3 separate regions of the Zea mays genome follow, and all the other regions are linked to region 1. The links are chromatin contacts, called in public Hi-C maps. All regions are on one chromosome and are shown on one strand. The core of a region is the stretch at or near the end of the contact, and the rest is flanking DNA. Distances in the headings are between cores, read along the strand shown.

Region 1 (2,936 bases), core at 182-2,681:
GGACGACGAGGACATCGGGAGGATAATCTGCGACTGCATCGGCGACGACTTCTCCAACTACAACAGGGCCATAGTCGAGACTGTCCAAATGGGCTATGGCCTCGCTGAAGTGATCTATGCCGTGCTGAACAACGGCGTCCAAGGCCGGGTCGCTGTCAAACTTGCTCGCCTGCCGGTGTCCAAAGCCGGAGAAGAAGACGCCACCGCCATTCTCGGGAGGATCGTTGCTCGCAGCAAGCTGTTCGACGTCGGCTGCGTGCTCTTCTACAAAGAGGGTGACAATGGAGTGAGCGTGCGACCGGGGGGGCTGATTCAGCTGGCGAGGGAAGCGCTCGCCGTGCCGCTGCACATGCCGCTGACGATTGAGCTTGACCTGCATCGCTGTTCCGGCGATGAAATTGTTGGAGGGGTCCTTGAGTTCAATCCTGCGATTGACGGCCAGCACACGGAACGACTTGTTGGACAAAATGGCGCTGAATTGGAAGTGGCAATTTCATGGTCGGAGTACCCTTGGTAATGCCTATTATTATTAGCCATTAATTCAAGAGTGCATTTTTATATGTATCAATGACTAAGGGTTTTAAATCATGTTTCATACAAGACAGTTGCACTAGAGCAAGATAACATTTCGTGGTGGGAACGCCAAATAAATAAAAATAGAGCGAGTATCACTTTGGTTTTTTCTAATATATTTGCAATAGTGCATAATAAAACTGTGCGTGCCTCAAGTGAGGCGCTCAATTTCAACGTCTAAGGTTAGGCATAAAAATAAGCTGTGCGTGATTAGGATGGTTTTTTTGTTTTGCTTCTGTTTTTTTCTTCTTCATGCATTTTGTTAAAAGTTCTTTTCATTTACTGGCATAAATTTTGATCTTGTTAAAGCTTAAATACTTCAATATAATTTGATTACACAATCTAGGATTTACTCTAATTTTATCCGGAGGCAGTAGTACATTGGTCAAATATACTCAAATGCGTGCTATGCTTTCTTGGATTATGAGGATGACATAAACGCAACACTGATACTATAGCCTATCATCATGATCACAAGAATATGCTAAACAATCTAGCTCGAGAGATTTAAGAACACTCAGAATAGAAGAAAGCATAATTGAAGGCATATGGACGGACAACCCATGAACAAGATGAAATTTGCCTTGGTCAAGAATGCATCATTGGTAGTCTTACGAATGCATGACGCAATGGACATTGGGAGCAGTATATATAGTGTCATCTTTGTTTCAAACCTTCATATGCTGATGAATTCGAGTTGATTCTGTTTTGAGCTATTTAAATTCTTTATACAGGTGTATTCAAAATTTGGTCCCATCTAACCATCAAAAGTTCACATCGGTTTGAAGTTGATATGGGCCGACCAACTTTTGGCCCTCTGGGCCATCTAGCCCACGTCTTCGCTGTCCTAGTCTATCGCATTTTTCAATGGGCCATATCTTTAAGCCATTGCATAGCTATGGTGCTACGGCACAAACCGAGACTTGAGTGGAGTGTGTGAAATTTCGAATAAAAGAGGTGCATTCAACTGATAAAATCCAACCATAAAAATCTCAATTGAACAGTGCATTGGAACCAAGCATAGATCTGCACTCTCTGCTGACCCTGACTCTCGATCGTCTATAAAACACACTTGTCTATGTTTTACTCCCTACGCTACAATACCATCTCCCGCTTCCTGATATCTCCCTCCGTGTCCACGTATACATTTAGGGCTAGATTGAAACCCTATTTTCTCAAGGGATTTTCATTTTCTCAAGTGAAATTAGCTCATTTTTCCTTGCGAAAATAGGAATCCCTTGGGAAAATGGTGTTCCCAAACTAGTCCTTAGGGTTATAAAATCTTTTTCCTACGGTATGACGAAGAATCAGTTAATATATATGTTCCCATGCATTTTTAGTGCCTTACTTCGTTTAGCAATCATACTGATCTATATCATATTATTGGTTTGAGACTTGAGTTGTGAGAAGATTCTAACATCTCTTAATCTGTGAGTTCCGCATCCTCACGCGTGGTGTTGCCTATTGCTAGCTTAATGGGCCGAGCTAGATGTCCTTAGGCTTGCTAAGTCATATCATGTGGCTTAGTCGATTGGAGCAGTCTTCTTAACAAGGGAGGCGGCCGACGATACAATCTTCATCGCCAACCTGAAGCGCTATTGGGAAGAGCGCTTAGAGCAACTCCAATAGTTCTCTAAAAGACTTTCCTAAATCAATAATTTAGGTAGTTAACATATGTCGGGTATGATAATTAGGGGTATCAGACTACACCTCCAAAACACGCTTAAAACCCTAGGGACACCATCAAAGTACGTCCCCCGAGAACAAGGAATCAAGAACTCCGCCTCGTGTGAGGTCCCCCTCAGGGGTCTTCCCAAAACTCCTCGCCTGAGCCCGATGTCGAACGGGGCGTGAGTTCTGGAGAATCTCCGTCCTAGCTGAGGCTCCCTCGCCCCAGGGTAGCAATGTCCGCCTCGCTCGAGCCCGTCTTGGGCGAGAGGGACAATACTTGTGGCAAGGCTCGCCAAAAGGCCGCTGGGGGACAACCGCATTCAATGCGCGTACCTACCCCACGTAGGGCTGCATGCGTACAGTAGCAATAAGACCGTGATGTTGTCAAAGATTCACCAAACATGATTATGCGTGCGACCACTGTACATGCACGCCGTCTGCCAAACCCTCATGGGACATATAATACGACAGGGGCGCAGACTAGACCTCGGGCGCAAACTCCGTCTCGCCTGACGCAGGGCTCGCCCTCGGGACCAACTCCGCCTCGCCCGAGCCCGGCTACCTGCTCCCCAGCGAAACCCGCAGAAGGCCACTCCTTCAAACTGTGGCACACGTCATCGAATCTTAAGACAGGTTCAGTCGCGACCTTGGGCGGACCTCCGCCTCGCCCTAGCTTGATTCTGCCCTCGATA
Region 2 (2,916 bases), core at 73-2,572, 130 kb after region 1:
CTGGCCATGGGAATTCTGGGTGGAAGCAGAGGCGAGCAAAATGGATGGCGAGCTCGCGCGCGCAGGAAGCAAGAAACAACCGCGCGACCAACAGAGGAGCCAGGGGCGCGCGAGATCCGGAAATCCAGGGTGCTGGGCGTGCGCAAGGAGACACGCGCGCGCAGGAAAATTCACGGCGCGGCGATCAGGGAGCTCGACCGGGCGAGCAGCAGGGAGCAAGGCGAGCTAGAGACGGCCGAGCCAGGCGCGCGGCGCTGGGCAGTTTGGCGCAGCGAGCTGAGCAGGGAGATGAAAAGCGGCTGCGCGCAGGACTGAATCCGAGCAGGGAAGCAGGCGCGCGTGGGGGCAAGAACCAGGGCGCACGGCACATGGGAGCTCCGGCCATGGAGATGAGGAGAGAGAGGAACGCCGACCAGGGTAGAGGATGTGCTGGGGGAAGAACCGCTCAGCTGCCACGGCTACGAGCGAGCAGGGTGAGGGGGAGGAGCACGACACCAGGGAGAATCTCGGCGAGCAGAGAAGAGCAGAGGGAGCTCGGCGAGCATGGCAAGGGCCCGCGGCCAAGGGAAGATGAGCAGGGGCGAGCCGGAGACCAACACGGCGCGCGGCCATAGGAGAGGCCTCAGCAACCAGGAGGAGCAGAGGACGCCGGCGAGGGAGATCCACGAGCTGGGGAGGGCTCGGCGAGCAAGAAGCAAAGCACCCGGGCGCGACGCAGGGTGCTCCGGCAAGCTGCAGAGCGCGCGTCCAGGGAAGAAACCGAACTAAATCGAGCGCACAGGGAGACAGACCGCCTGGCGCGGTTGGGGAAAAGGAGCGGCGTTGGAGCGAGCTTGAAGAAATCTCCATGGCGTGCAGGAAGTTGGGGTAGGGGCAGGGCCGAGTGCCGTCCTGGGCGAGGAGCCAGGATACCGCGACAGACGTGGACGCCATGGCAGCTCGTCAGGGAACGAGAGGAACATTGAAGAGAGAGAGCACGGCAGGGTATTTGAAGAGTCCCAGGGCGGCGCCGTGAGGAGATAAACACCGGCAGCCAGGATTTTTGTAAGCCAAAGCGGCGCAGAGGATAACGCCGGCGAGCTGGAGGGAGGAGAACTATTGCCGACGTGCGGCAGAGGAAGACGCTGAGCGCAGAAAAATCCAGGGAGTAGAGCGGCGGCTGCAAAATTCCAACCGAGAGAGAGCGGATGAGATCGGCTGAGATCTTTTTCAGATTTTTTCCACTTTTCTGTTTATTTTATTAATAAAATTACCAATATTTGATGACGATTTCTAGCGATAACAAAAAGGTCGGCAATACTTGCGACACAGTTCAGTTTGATTCGAAATCTGATAAATTTACCTGCGGTCTGAACATCTAGTTCCACGGCCACGGATGATTTACTAGTGAATCAAGGCTCAATTACTGATCCACGTACGTGATTTTACAGTGGACGAGTGGGAACCAAATTGTTTAATAATTGGTTACATCCGAAGATTTGGATCCAGGCGAGAACAACAGACCGAAATAAACTGATTTCGGCACTAATAATTTGTTCGGCATGATTCGACCGCAATTAGTTGAAACCAGATCCACTACTGTACACGTGTTTCCGTCGCCAAAACAGCATGCAGACGGAAAAATTGGATCTTAACCTCGCGCACGAGTTCGCGCGACACAGATTATTTTGCCCCGAACATTTTAGTCGTTGAGTTCAAATTAATCTGTCCGGGATAAAAAGGCGTAGAAGGAGGTCGAGCTTCTGAATTCGGATTCGCGCGGCGATGAATTTCAATTAATCATCAGACGCACCGATTTTCGGAACGACGATGTTCCGAACATCACGAAAATTTTGGAAGAGCCCGAATAAATATAAGTAAAAATGATGTCGCACTCGCGACAAACGGAACAGATGCGATATTAAAATCGCGATAAGCGAGGATGATTAAAATTTAAAATTCGTGTTATCCACTGATATTGCGTGCTTAAATCCGTACTCGTTATCGAGCGGAATATAAACACCAGGGTGTTACATTACCAGCTGATCAATTGGCATAAATTAGGAAAAGATTCCAAAAACCAGCATGCCACACTTACTTCTGCAAACGTTCATAACGACTGTTGAAATATAAACAGCAGAAACAAAATGTTATAGCTTTCAGCGCCAAGAACACATTCTTATATCCTACCAAGTATTCGAGCGCACTGATCACACACACATATAGTTCACAAATGCATTCAGTATCTTCTAAACACAGCAAAACTTCTCTATTTGGCAATGTCTTTCGCAGGAGCAACCAAGGAGGAAGGGCGACTCGAAGCATCAGGCGTATGGCTTTGTCCATAGCCTTGTCAAGATTTGTCTGCAACAATGTCATCAGGAACAACTACACCGGGCCTTCTCATCAAGATTTGCCCCGCGCGAATGGCTTTGTCCATAGCCTTGTCACGCTGGGCTTTTAGAGCAGCGCAGTTGTCCTCTACAACTTTGGTAGCCAGTCGAGCAGCCTCTAGCTCCTGGGCGACTGGTCTCTTGGAGGCACGCATATCTTTGATGATGGAGTCCTTGCTTGACACTAACTGCCTAAGCCGCAGGATCTCATCCTGGGATACTTGCAGTTCATGACGATGATGATCCAGATCTGTCATGGTAAAACGGTGGCTCCTTTCCAAGATAGTTAAGGAAGTGCTGGCATCACGATACAACCTATCCAGATTATCGCGAGAGGCTGCAAGTGCTCGTTTCTTCTCCTACAAACAAGAATCAACTCTCAAGCATCTAGTAAGCAGTAAAATCACGGCAGATCCAATTAAGTAAGCTTACCTCGTTAGCCGCCCTTTCAGAATCAAGCCGAGCATTAAGAGAAGAATTCAAAGAATATGCATCGTCTAAAGAAGTAGAAACCCGAGCCAGGTCGATCTAACCTTGGGAATAC
Region 3 (3,022 bases), core at 211-2,710, 180 kb after region 1:
CAATAGCCACTGTGCGGGTCAGAGTCGGGGCTGGTGTCGACGAATACGGGGAGGAGGCACATGCTCCCACACCCTCTATCGAGAATGGGGTGGCGCGGAGGCGCAGGCATGAGGGGAGAGAAAAGAAGCAGGATGGCGAACAAGGTGGTGGCAACTGAGACGATGACCATAATTATTGTGTGGAGGTATAACTGCTGGCCAAATGGGTCGTGTCTGGTGGGCCGGCCCGAGGCACGACCCATTTAATAGTGCATGGGGCAGCTCGGCACGAGCGACGTGCCATGCTTGGGCCGTAGCCTCGGACCGACACGATTTTTTTTGTATTTTACAAAAAATCGTATATACATATGTACAATTCATATTCAATATTAAAAACATCTGAACATGATGTTCTACTGGTTAAACAGTTTCACCTAGTGTCTCTCACTCTTCTTCCATTATTAGGGTGTGGGTTCGAACCCCACCTCCTGCACCGTTTTTTAACATTTTACGATGATTTAACCAAAGGGTCCGTCGGGCCCACGTGCCGTGTCTGGGCGGAACTGCGGCCGTCGGGCCTAACGAGCCGTTGCGCGGAGGGGACGGACGTGCATCGGGTTAATTTGAAATAGATGTGAGGAGTTATTTGTAAAAAGATGACTCGAAATAACTGTGCTAGTAGCAGTAGAAAGAAAATAATATAATATGTGTTAATTGGTATAGAGTTGAGATATAGAGTAAATATGATTACGATAAATTATAGTATATGTAGACTATCTTGATGACCAGGATAGAATATTATTTTTAAGATAGAAATTTAGAGTACAGATAGCCTTATTTCAAGAATGTTTGCTCCATATTTAGATAATTTGTTTTAGAACGAAAATCGAGTTGTGTGAGTTTAGTGATACGTGAACTGTCCTATGAGCAACCATGAGATTCATGTTTCACACATAAGGAAGCTAGTAGCATCAGAAATTAAAATCTACTAAGCGCTCTTCATTTACAACGCAAGATTTATTTAGGGGGGGCGTTTGGCAGAGCTTTTACAGCTCCGTTCACAACAAGAATCACTCCTACAGAGCTAAATGGTAAAAATCTCCATGAAGTTAGAGAATAGTTTTTGTCAAATAAATTCACTTCTGCTACAGAATAAATCGGAATCACTATATTGGAGAATCAGCTCTCGAAGTTAGAGAATTATGGAGCGAACCTATATATATGCCAAACGAGCCCTTAATAGAAATTATGTAGATTTTTCCCTACATTTTAAAGAAGAATACTAGTAGTATAGCAACATGAGATTCATCGTACATGTTAATAATAACGTCTGCATGTATCATGGCCGGGCTTGTTTCACCCGTGACTTAATAATTAGTGTACGGTAAGCATAATGGACACAAAAAAATTACCATGTCCCTGCTGGCCGGCTGCTCTCTGTGTTTTCTCTGTGCGTATAAGAAAGCTGCTTGCCTGGTCGTCGTCCTCATCACTTGTTCTTTGTGTTGAGGCCTCCATCATCTATCTCCTCTCTCGTCGTGCTGGCCGACCGGCGACGACCTATAGCTCCTGCCGCCTCACGTCGAACGCGCCATGGCCGCCAACTCAACAGGTAATTAATATAAGCAGAGGGTCGCCGAGCTAGCCAATATATATAGCTTTTAATTTGCGAATTGAATTGTATATATATATGCATTCCTTGCTTGTACTGTACGTACGTACGTGGTTGGCTAACTGATTTAAATCACACACACAGCCTGCTGTGATAGTACGTAGTAGCTAGCAGCTAGTACATGGTATATGCAGATGAAAAAGCATGCATGCAGCACGATGCTTGCACTTTCCAGCAGCCACCAGCAAGCAGATGCCAATTAAGCAGCAAATTCGAGTAGAATCTGCTGCACAATTAAATAATACAGATGAATTCGCTCTTTGCATCTCTTGCCAAGCGCTCGATCAGATCGATCGATATCCTGGCATGTGGATCTATAAGAGGCTTGGATCGTAGCTTCAAGATGGAGCCAGACCAGAGGAAATCACTAATGAAGCGCCGACGACCTTGCCGGAGGAGCAAGCAAAAGCAGGAGTGGTGGTGGTGGTGATTACAAGTGCCTACAGTTGTGCCGCGTACACTTTTCCGTGTTGCAGGGGTGGGTGGGGTGGGGGGTAGTATTGTCCATGGAGGGAGAAGAGAGTAATGACATAGCGCTTGAGCACTTGACTGAGGCGGGCGCTGCTTTTCCATCGGCGGCCTTTCGTTTCATCAGATCCTCCGCCTCTATTGGGCGCCGGGCAGCCAAGCTGCAGGCGGATGGGCGCGATAGCGGGACCACATCCTGCCGCCGCCGCCGCCGCCTGCCCCTCTTCCACTCCGATCCATGGAGCAGCAGCTCCTCTGTGGTGGTTGCCACACGCACACGCCTCCGCCGCCAAGCCTCCCCTGCCCCTGCCTCCGCCGCCGCCCACGGACCCTCTCTGTTTCATCGAGGTGCCACGCGATTCATCCGGACCAGCTGCTGCGTGCCCGCCTCGTCCCCGACGTCACCACCAGCGCCAAGCTACAACCACGCGACGACGCTCTCCATCGGATCCGAGTCGGAGTCGGAGGTGCTCTAAATCTACTACCACCATGTCACTTCACTAGCTATTACTATGACTATACTACCTACTCTATTATTAAGCCCCGCAGATATATAACTCAGTCGCTCATGACTTTAGTTTCGACTCCAGACTTAAATCAAGGCTTCTATCGTAACAGAATGTCTTCAAAGGAAATGCCCATTTCAATTCAATGTTTCTCTACAGCAATCATTTGTCTCCAATACGTAATCCCACTGTCCTTGCTTCGAACTTGTGTTTGCCTCAGCTACCAAGCATGCTTTCAAGCGTATATTGACGAGCCTGATTAAGCCTGGCGGTGGTGAATACGGCAAGTTCTTCAGCCTTCCCGCACTAAATGATCCAAGGATCGGTAAGTTTCTGTATTTTCAGTTTCTTCTTCCTTCCTTTTGCAATTTGCATACCTTTAAATATATGGTCTGCA

Evidence for each region. Hi-C and Micro-C count contacts between places; a contact is called where the count stands out from the background.
Region 2: a Hi-C map of ear shows a contact between it and region 1, with 2.4 times the contacts expected there. The contact joins the promoter of LOC100277967 here to the enhancer-like site in region 1. A contact is called at or near these places in 3 of 25 Hi-C or Micro-C datasets (ear, leaf and tassel) and 1 of 3 datasets of contacts at active chromatin or transcription factors (leaf).
Region 3: a Hi-C map of tassel shows a contact between it and region 1, with 6 times the contacts expected there. The contact joins the promoter of LOC103646899 here to the enhancer-like site in region 1. A contact is called at or near these places in 13 of 25 Hi-C or Micro-C datasets (bundle sheath, ear, leaf and 4 more) and 2 of 3 datasets of contacts at active chromatin or transcription factors (leaf and seedling).

What each region holds. Positions count from the first base shown.
Region 1 is chr2:118,389,241-118,392,176 of Zm-B73-REFERENCE-NAM-5.0, reverse strand. It overlaps LOC109944018 (60 kDa jasmonate-induced protein), which reads left to right. Exons shown (of 2, transcript NM_001364797.1): 2 at 1-680. The coding sequence ends at 517. Among protein-coding and RNA genes, the nearest start is that of LOC109944018, 23 kb to the left of the region's middle. Within about 2 kb of position 1,431, at least 5 of the 20 cell types and tissues checked have an H3K27ac peak or open chromatin away from gene starts, as enhancers often do. A contact at or near this core is called in ear and tassel, where this site is marked.
Region 2 is chr2:118,254,422-118,257,337 of Zm-B73-REFERENCE-NAM-5.0, reverse strand. LOC100277967 reads right to left here and starts at 1,322. Exons shown (of 2, transcript NR_176328.1): 1 at 1-1,322.
Region 3 is chr2:118,209,997-118,213,018 of Zm-B73-REFERENCE-NAM-5.0, reverse strand. It overlaps LOC103646899 (putative aconitate hydratase, cytoplasmic), which reads left to right and starts at 1,460. Exons shown (of 20, transcript XM_008671525.3): 1 at 1,460-1,591; 2 at 2,846-2,950. The coding sequence starts at 1,573.